Regions from separate parts of the Mus musculus genome. Here region 2 is linked to region 1. The links are chromatin contacts, called in public promoter capture Hi-C maps. All regions are on one chromosome and are shown on one strand. The core of a region is the stretch at or near the end of the contact, and the rest is flanking DNA. Distances in the headings are between cores, read along the strand shown.

Region 1 (4,999 bases), core at 1,804-4,303:
ATATTTTAATCTCGGGAAATAACAATTGTATTTTTAAAAATTTAAATTAGATGTATGTGTTCTGTTTTATGTGAGAACGTTTTGCCTGCATGTGTCTATGTACTCCATGGAGGGCAGGGGAGGGTGTCAGATCTCCTACAACTGCACTTATAGGTGGGTGTGAACCACCAAGTGTGTGTGTCAGGAATTGAACCCAGGTCTTTTGCAAGTGTAATTACACAGTCACTAAACCATCTCCAGACCCAGGGCAGAATTTATTCAAACATAGGAAAGTATACAGCAGCCCCCTCTGACGTGGGAGTTGTAGCCCAAGACCTCCAGTGGATGCCTCAGACTGCAGTTAAAGAGTCCAGCTCCGGGCTGGTGAGATGGCTCAGAGGGTAAGAGCACCGACTGTTCTTCCGAAGGTTCAGAGTTCAAATCCCAGCAACCACATGGTGGCTCACAGCCATCTGTAACAAGATCTGACTCCCTCTTCTGGAGTGTCTGAAGACAGCTACAGTGTACTTACATATAATAAATAAATAAATCTTAAAAAAAAAAAAGAGTCCAGCTCGATCTGGATTCGTTCCTACGTACGTATGTACACAGTTATGACAACGTTTAACAAGATAGGCCCGATAAGATGATAAAAATAAATATGGCACACTGTGATTACAGTGGAGTTGGGGTGACAAGGGACATTATTAGACAAATAAGAGGGTTTCTAGAATATAATAATCTCTATGATTTCACTGGTTATCTGGACATCCTGGACAAAGGGAAGATCCCCATCCCAGGGAGGACAGCGAGGTTTCATCACCATACTGCAAATGGCATACAGCTGAAACATGAGGTACACAGACCTCTGTCATTGCTTTATCTAGCTGTATCGAGCCTTTATTAATATATAATGCCTTGTCTCTCATAGCCTTAATTGTGTGGGTTAGACACTTCCAAAGAAGCTACATCACGATAGGACACTTCAAGCAAGGACCATAGTTAGACAGCTTCTTCCTCCAATAGGAGTGAGAGCTCAGGCCCATCTGCACCTCAGGCACGAGGAGGCTTGGGAAAAAGGCTGCTCCAGAGCCTTCAGAAACAAGTGCCACTGCTGGTCGTTTGAATCTACCAGTCATGGTTTGAATATGCTTGGCCCAGGGAGTGGCATTATTTGGAGGTGTGGTCTTCCAACTGTGGGCGTGGGCTTAAGACCCTCACCCTAGCTTCCTGGAAGCCAGTCTTCCATTAACCACCTTCAGATGAAGACGTAGAACTCTCAGCTCTGCCTGCACCATGTCTGCCTAGATGCTGCCCTGCTCCTCCCTTGATGATAATGGACTGAACCTCTCAACCTGTAAGCCAGCTCCAATTAAATGTTGTCTTTTATAAGACTTGCCTTGGTCATGGTGTCTGTTCACAGCGGTAAAACCCTAACTGAGACACTAACCTAACACTTCAAGGACAAGTAGGTAGAGAATAGACCTGTGACTCTTCCGAGAACAGGCCCCCTTACTCCTTTAACATGTATGTCTCACATTTCAGAATAAATTTTTTAATTTCACTGCAAAGCAGAGTCACTCCTTTGTGTTAAAATGTGATGTAAAGTCCTTTTTGTGTGACACTGATGCAACCATGCCTGCTTATCAAGGCAAGTTTTTTAAAGACTTTCTGTATGTGTATACGTGTTCTGCCTGCACATTTGTGTGTGCACCACATGTGCCCCATAGCCAAGGAAGTCAGAAAAGTGTATTCCAATCCCCTGGAACAAAGCAGGATTTAGGGAAGGTTGCAAGTCACCAACTGTGTGCTGGGAACCAATCCAGGTCCCTCTGCAAGAGCAATAAGTGCTCTTACCTGTGAGCCGCCTCTCCAGCCCGAACGAGGCTTTAACTTTAAAAAGTGTCCTTTAACGCTATGTCTGGCTCCACTGTTATCTCCTGTTTTGAAAACTTCTGCCTCAGACTATCATGTCATGTCGCCTGTCAAGCTTCTACTCCAGAGGGTTACAGAACTGCCTCTAGTTACATCCTATGTAAGAGGATGCATCTGAGATGTCTGAATTTCTTTCTTTTCAGCCACCAGGAGCTATCCATCAAGTCTCCCCACTCTGAGTTGTCAGTTTCTCAGTGCTGTCTATGCTAAGTGCACACTACCACTGAGCCACACTTCCAGTACCACCAACGGAGTCTTTGATGTCATCCCTAAACTGACTCTATCCTGTTATCCGTATCCTCTTAGCTTGATCTCCAGTCCAACTGTTGGGATTTACTGATTCTGTGCAGAAAGAGCAGCAAATGTGCTCATGAGATTAACAAAAGACCCAAGAGCATTTGTAGCAGTTACAGTATTCTGTTCATAATAGTCTTTTTCCGATTTACTGTATATGTGTGACCACTTTGCCTGCATGTACATCATGCACGTCTAGCCAGAAATGGGCCATCTTCGGGGTGAGACTTGGGGCAATCACTTACTTCCCAGATATACAGATTTCTAAGAGGAATCAGAACTTTCCTCCAGGAGTGAGGCTAGGTCGTCTTTTTTAGGTTCCTCACATCACTATGAAAACTCTTGTCTCTCCCCTTAGTGGGCATTCTCCCGATGTAACTAGCCCAGTGGTTTCCTGGTTTTGACTTCGGGCCGGTTAGGGGGCCTCTCACCTCACTCCTCTCAGCCCGGGACAAACCGCACTAGGCTGGGAGCGCATTTCTGCTGCTGTCTGGTCTCCCGCCCACCAGCAGCCCTGAGGCTCGGCCCGGGTAGCGTCCTCAGGCTGAAGAGCGGCGCAGGGGGCGGGCGTCGCGGACTCTGGTCACCCGCGCCCAGCTCTCCCTCCATGGTGCCCGGCCCTCGCACAGGCCCCTCGGCTCACCTGCAGCTGAGGGTAGCACCCAAGGCGCCCCGGCCACCAGCACCAGGGCCGCCGCGCCCACGACAGCGAGCATCGTCTTGGGAGGCCGGGCGGCGGCTCACATTCTCCTCCTTCTCCTCAGCAGCACCGCGGAGCTGGAGACTACCTCTGGGCAGCTAGGCCCTCCGCGACGCCCCGCCCCCTCCAGCGCCCCGCCCCTTCCGTGAACGCCCCCGCCCCTCCACCCAGCACAGCTTCTCCGCTGACGCCACGCTCTCTCCGCGAGCAAGCGGCTCGGAAAGTACCGGGCGCGGTCCAGTCAAGGCCTGGGGACTTTGAGGTCCCTGCCACGCTCCGCCCCCACTTCCGGAAAGACTGCCCAGCATTGTCCTTAGACTCCTGAGAGGAAAGCGGGGTGCAGTCAGTGCGCCTGCGCAGCCCCTCCTCCTTCCGGGCTCAGCTTCCTGTTTTTGTCCGGAGGGGGTTCGGAGGCGTTGCCCCGGGGGTTACTAGTCCACTGGCTCGAATCCTGGTGTGGGGATCCCTGGAGGCCGTGGATCAAATGACTCTGGGACCTGGAAGGCGCCGGCAACACTTTTATCTCAACTGCACAAGATCTTTATACTTGATTCCCTGATTTTGTGGGATGGTTTGCTGTTGTGACTCGCTCAATCTTTGGGTTTTGAATTATGCAGCGTTTGGATCTTTTGTCTAATAATGTGGTTTTAGGCTGGTTTTATGTGTATGAGTGTTTTGCATGCATGCATGCATGCATATATGTGCACCGTACATATATGCGTGCCTGGTACCCATGGAGGCCAGTAGAGCGCAGATACCCTGGTATTAAAGTTACTGATCTTCCGAGCTACCATGTTTGTACGCCAGTCCTCTGCACGTGCCCTTAAACCACTGAGCCCTCTCTCTACCCCCTTAACTCCGTCTCTGTCTGATTACTATCTTATAAAGAAACTTATTTGTTGGGCCGGGCGTGGTGGCGCACGCCTTTAATCCCAGCACTCGGGAGGCGGAGGCAGGCGGATTTCTGAGTTCGAGGCCAGCCTGGTCTACAAAGTGAGCTCCAGGACAGCCAGGCCTATACAGAGAAACCCTGTCACGAAAAACCAAAAAAAGAAAAAAAAAAAAAAAAAAGTAAGAAACTTATTTGTTATGCCGGGCGTGGTGGCACATGCCTTTAATCCCAGCACTTGGGAGGCAGAGGCAGGCGGTTTCTGAGTTCGAGGCCAGCCTGGACTAGAGAGTGAGTTCCAGGACAGCCAAGGCTCCACACACAAACCCTGTCTCAAAAAAAAAAAAAAGAGTTCCTCTCTGCTTCCTCACCATCATTCGTCAGATTTCTTGTCAGCCATTCTGACTAGGGTGGGGTAGAATGGCAAAGCAGTGTCAGTGTGCATTTTGCTGGTGGCTCAGGACATTAAGTTCTTTAAAGATAGTTACTGGGTGCATATTTCAGCGTTTGAAAACTGTGTTCGATTTATTGGGCCATTTGTTCCTGGTAGATTCATTTCCTTATTTTCTGAAGTTCTTTATGAATTTGAGATATCAGAGCCTTGTCTGAGGTATAGCTGGACAGGCTTTTTGCCCATCCTGTAGCCTGTGTGATGCACAGATAGTCTCCCTTGATGTTCAGCTCTGTAACTTCATGAATCTACTAATCCCATCTGTTGAGACTTGGGGTTAGTTACCATTCAGAAAGTTCTTGCCTCCCCAGTGTCATGAACAGTATTTCCAGTGTTTTTGGCTACAAGCTTCAGGTTTTAAAGTCTTTGATCCACTGGCTGTTGTATAAAGTGAAAGCCATAACCTCATTCTTCTGCAGGTGGATGTCCAGTTTTGCCAGCACCATTTGTTGAATCCCCATGGTTTTGCCTCTTTTCTCTAGAGGCGGGGGGACACGGTTTGCCAGCTTATTTCCAGGTCCTCTGACCTGTTCCATTGGCCTTCCTGTCTGTTTTTATGCCAGTATTAGACTGTCTTTCTCTCTATACCTCTACCGTATAATTTGAAGGTATGTTTTATGTTAGGACTGCTTTGATTATTAGTAAGTTGTTTGTGGTTCCATATGAAGCCATAAATTATTTCTATTGCATTGGAAATATAATAATAGAATTTGATAAATATCCATTAAATCTATAGACAATTTTGGTAGTA
Region 2 (4,999 bases), core at 780-3,279, 2.9 Mb before region 1:
TTTCTATCATATCTGGTTAAGTGGAAGATGTATATATTCTACTACCCAGCAAAATTATGCTTAAGGGTATGTCCTAGAGAAACTCCAAAAGTGTGCACAGCAAACAGGTACAGAGATATTTATTGCAGGACCGTTTTAAAGAGTAAAGACTATAAACAATTCCAAAGTCCATCAAAATGAGTACAATGCAGTGCTATACCAACATTTATAATAATTCAAAGAAAGTACAATTATTCGATTTATTCATATATAAATCTCAAAACGTGATGCTGAGTGAAAAAGCAAGTTGCAAAAAGTCACAATTTTATATCACTTTGGTTAAAAACAAATACTATGTATTGTTTATATATTCACCATTACCAAATTATAAGTTATGCATGGAAATGATACACACAAACCTGAACACAGTGGCTATCTCTAGGTAAGGAGGGGCTCAAACTCTCAGCATCTCCAAAAATGTTTAAGCTTTTTTTTGTTTGTTTTTGTTTTTGTTTGTTTTGGAGAATCTGAAGTAAATTTGGCAAAAAAATAAATATATAACAAACAAAATGGCCTGATTTGGTTAGATCTACCTGTGTTTAATCTCTAAGTATTCCAGAAATTAAAAGAGAAAAAAGGAAAATTAAGCAACAATAAGAAAACCGAGCAGGAGAGAAAGACAATCCGCAGCCCTTGAGCGCAAAGCACAAACCCCTGACAAGCACAGTAGTGGCAATTGAATCCCTAGGAGAGTTTTACCGTATAACAAACCCATTTTTCTTAAAATAAAATACACATTTCTTGAAAGAACGTGTTCTAACTAGAGCTGTGGTTGTGAGAAAACTGCCCCGGAGAGAGCAGTAAAACCTGTATGATTTCAACCCTGTTCCCTTGATCCCTCGCCAGAGTCCAGAGCTTTAAAAGGCTGCTATAAACACCCTGCAATACCCAGTGTTAGCCATCGCCTGGTGAGAGGCACAAGCACAAACGGTGGAAAGAATTTGCAAACTGAAGGACGTCTGGAAACTACAAGCTTCTGAGAAAGGTACCGTGCAGTGGTACCGACACACCCTCGGCTTCATTTTGGTCCTTTGTCCCCCCACCCCCCTAGTCTGTCCCCTCCCCAATAGGAGATGGCAGCCCAGGCCTCAGTGACGTCGCCAGCACTGCGGAGCAGCAGCCCTGCGCAGGCGTAGGAAAAGGCTGCAGGTGGGGAGGTGGGGTGGGGGGCAGCTCTGCGTCCCTCCCGGGTCCTCCCAGAAACGGGGGTGGGGGTGGGGGGGAGAGGCGCGCACACACAGACCAGGGGCAGCGCGCACGCGCGTCACCGCAATTCCAACCCCGCGCACGCCACAGGGCCCCTACACAGCGCACCTTTGGGGACCCTCGAGGACGCACGCGCGCGCCTGCCACTGCAGCCTGCCGCAGCGGCGGGTGGGCGGGCGCGCGCGGGTGCTGAGGAGGGGGCGCGCACACCACAGGGAAGGCAGTGACAAAGGTGGGAGGGGAACCACCATCCTCAGAGGATGAGAAGGACGCCCACGCCGTCGTAGGGAAGGGAGAGCGTAGGAACAAAGCGGGCCAGCCGCAGACCCAGAGGCGCGTCCCCGAGCGCTCGGAACGCGGGAACGGGTACCTGACCCGGGATGTCACCCGCACGCCAGGCGACGCGCACACAAAAGACCCCCCTTCTACCGTTAAGGACGCCCGAGGGTCACTGGACAAAGGGAACACACCCACAAGGGCAAGGGCGGCCACACCCCCTCAGCGCGCGGGCGCTCGGCGAGACGCGCGGCGACGCGCACACCCACACTCACCACACACCCACGGAGGGAGGTGTGGAGCGCCCCGATGCCCGGGCATCTCGGCTGCGGCGGGACGCGCAGACGCTTCCGTGAGCCCCGCCGCGCGCAGGGTCTGCACTCACCCGGGCCCGCAGCCCGCGAGCCTCAGACGCGGGCTGCCGACGCCTCCGGCCCTCCACGTCAACCAGACCCGCAGAGCGAACGCTCCGCGGCTCCTGAGGCGGGCGGGTCACGTGGCTTAGGGTGCGCATGCGCAGTCGCCGCGTCGCCCCCTCAGCTCGGTGGGGTGGGTGGTGAGACCGTGCTAGCCCCCTCGCTGCGGTCGCGGTGCGCCTGCGCCAAGCGGCGGGGGCGCCTGCCAGCCTCTGCTTTTCCTCAGGTTTTTTTTTTTTTTTAATTTCCGCCCACGCTGCGGGGGTAGCTGAGCCGCGCCTGCGCATTGGACTGAGTGGGGCTGAAGGGTGGGGACGGGTGGGCGTCGGTGCTCGCAGGACTCAAGGTCCCGGGCCTCCTGTTTCCTCTGAGCCTCACGAAGGCTGGGACAGGGCCCATCATGAGAGGGCAGGACTCGGGGCCTCTGTCCAGCCCGGGCCCCTTCCTCGCCTCAGAGGGTCCGAGGTGCGCATTTTCCCCGCAGCGCGCGCTCCCGCCGCCCCCTCAGCTGCAGTGGCGCGCGCGCGCGAACATCCGCAGTGGCTGTGTCCGCAGCAAGCGATGAGATTATGTAACAGACCATTGGTGAAGGGGGGCGGGGGGAGATGTCTGACGACGATTGTGTTCCTTTTCCACAGATTGTCTAAAGCCACAGGGAAGATGGTGGAAAATTCACCGTCGCCATTGCCAGAAAGAGCGATTTATGGCTTTGTTCTTTTCCTAAGCTCACAATTTGGCTTCAGTAAGTACTGGAATGATGGATGGCCAAGGCCCTTAATGGTATTGAGAACCAGGAAATAATGTGTTTGTCCTTAGAACGTACACACATGAACTGTTGATTCTTTCTACCTGTGTCTCTTCACGAGTCCTAAAAGGGGTACCGTTTGTTTGCTCAGTTTATGTATGCAGTTCTAGATGAACTCTCCAATATTTATTTAGCACTAGGCTTGATGCTAATGTGAATAAAACCTGGCCCCAATCCTTGAGGTCATAGTCATGTGGAGAAGCATAGTAAACCCACAGTTCAGAGAGCATGATGAGTGCCCTGGAAGAGCCTTGGAAGGTTTAGAAATTGGGGTTAGCTACCTCCAGGCCACTCCCTGGCAGTTCTATCAGAATAAGTCAGGAAGGACCATGGATAGAGTCTCTGAGTGAAGGCCTGTGAAGGTTTGGAAGTGAGATGCTTATAGCTCCAGGATAGCATGCTGTAGCTGAAGAGTGAAGATAATGGGCCAGAGAAGTCAGGTGTAAGAATGTACCCTTAACGTCTGGGATCTGCATTAATGCCCACAATGTTCCATTTTGTAGATGAGGCCACTGAGGCTTACAAAACAAAACAAAACAAAAACAAAGAACAAAAACAAACTTAATATGACCAACTCAACAAACAGAACCAAAGTCCCTCTTCAAATAGTTTGGAAGATATGAGGCAATCAAGTGGTAGAAAATTGAATGCCCACAATCCAACCTGGTCCTTGATAGAAATCAGAATGTCTATGTGGAGGTATCCTTCCCAATTCTTAAGTGAAAAGTACTAGCTTAGCTGTAGTGTAGTGGGATGAAGAAGCTACAGTTACTGGCTCTTTCGTGGAATCATTGTTTGGCCTGAGAGCTTTGTGTTTTGCATGAAGTGAACCTGTGAAGTAGGTGCTGCCTTGCTTCCTCAGTTTAAAGATGGGAATACTGAATTTAAGTAACTTGATCAAAGCCAAATAGCAACAGGACTGGAATTAGAACAGGTATACTGGCAGACTTCACTCTACTGAAGTCCTTTGACTCTTGTATTAACTTGGGTAATTTATGCAAAGAAGCTGCTTAATAAACATTAGCTGCCCTTTATTTCTATAAATTACTATTCAAAGAGGATTTTAAGGATTGGAATCTACAAGCATGTTAGATAAACCAAAACCTAATTGAAGAATTTACTGAGCACTTACTATGTATCAGACAGTGTTAGAGGCCAGGGAAAGGTAAAATAACCAAACCTTGTCTGCCTTCATTTGAGCTTTCTGCATACTTGGAGACGACAGATAAGTAAAACATATCCAGGAAGCAAAACAGGGATAGGGTGGAGGAGATTAAGGAGCAGGAAGAGCCCTCCTCATGTGCTGTGCTGCTGTGTGCTATCTTTTAATACTACAACTTACCATGCAGAAAGGAAAAGATCTCTGTAAGCATCTTTGTTCGGCACCAGAAGCTTACAGAAAGCACAAACCATCTCTTCAGGAGTTACTGTATTCCAGTCTTGGCATACAAAGCTCTGTAACACTTCATTCTTAAGACAAAACCCACCACTGCTGATGTAGCCTGAAACCTGTCTCCACCACTTCCTTTGTACAAATGAGTCCTTTCTTGTGTATAAAAATATACATGTGCGTCTCAGGACTGTTTTGAGGATTAAACGAGTTAGTCCATGTGGAGAAGTTTAGAATCTATTGTTAAAACACGGAGACAGCAGAAAAGGAGCCTACAAGACTGGGTATTGGTAGAAAGAAGATTGTACATAGACAGTCAGAACCAGAGGTGACAAGTTCCCTTTAAGCAACTACTTCTTAAGTAATTACTTCTTCCCTATGGAGAAACAATGAGCATGTAAAATGCAGGAGCAAATTCTAGCAATAAGTTCCTAAGAAATATGTCCATAGACTTTTTTTAAATTATCATTAAATTTGCTTACAATTCAAATGATATCCCCCTTCCCCGTTACCCCTCCACAAATCCCCCATCCCATCCCTCCTCTCTCCCCTCCCCTTTGCCTCTATGAGGGTGCTCCCCCACCCACTCACCCACTCCTGCCTCACCACTCTAGCATCCCCCTATGCTGGGGCATCAAGCCTCCACAGGACCAAGGACCTTCCCTCCTAATCATGTCGGATAAGGCCAATCTCTGCAGGATACTTATCTGGACCCATGGATCCCTCCATGTAAACTCTCTGTTGGTGGTTTAGTCTCTGGGAGTGCTGGGTGGTAGCCTTAGACTTTTTAAAGTACAGTATAAAAGCTAAGACACTAAAAACGTGTTAATATGGTAATTATGGTAAGTATTCTAAGACTGGTACAAA

The links. Promoter capture Hi-C pulls out the DNA fragments that hold promoters and counts their contacts.
Region 2: a contact with region 1 is called in a promoter capture Hi-C map of pre-B cells, with 5 times the contacts expected there. The contact joins the promoter of Ttc3 here to the promoter of Ifnar1 in region 1.

What each region holds. Positions count from the first base shown.
Region 1 is chr16:91,483,269-91,488,267 of GRCm38.p6, reverse strand. Ifnar1 (interferon (alpha and beta) receptor 1) reads right to left here and starts at 3,053. Exons shown (of 11, transcript NM_010508.2): 1 at 2,852-3,053. The coding sequence starts at 2,924.
Region 2 is chr16:94,367,769-94,372,767 of GRCm38.p6, reverse strand. It overlaps Ttc3 (tetratricopeptide repeat domain 3), which reads right to left and starts at 2,029. Exons shown (of 46, transcript NM_009441.2): 1 at 1,907-2,029. Pigp (phosphatidylinositol glycan anchor biosynthesis, class P) reads left to right here and starts at 2,218. Exons shown (of 5, transcript NM_001159618.1): 1 at 2,218-2,402; 2 at 2,576-2,679. The coding sequence starts at 2,338.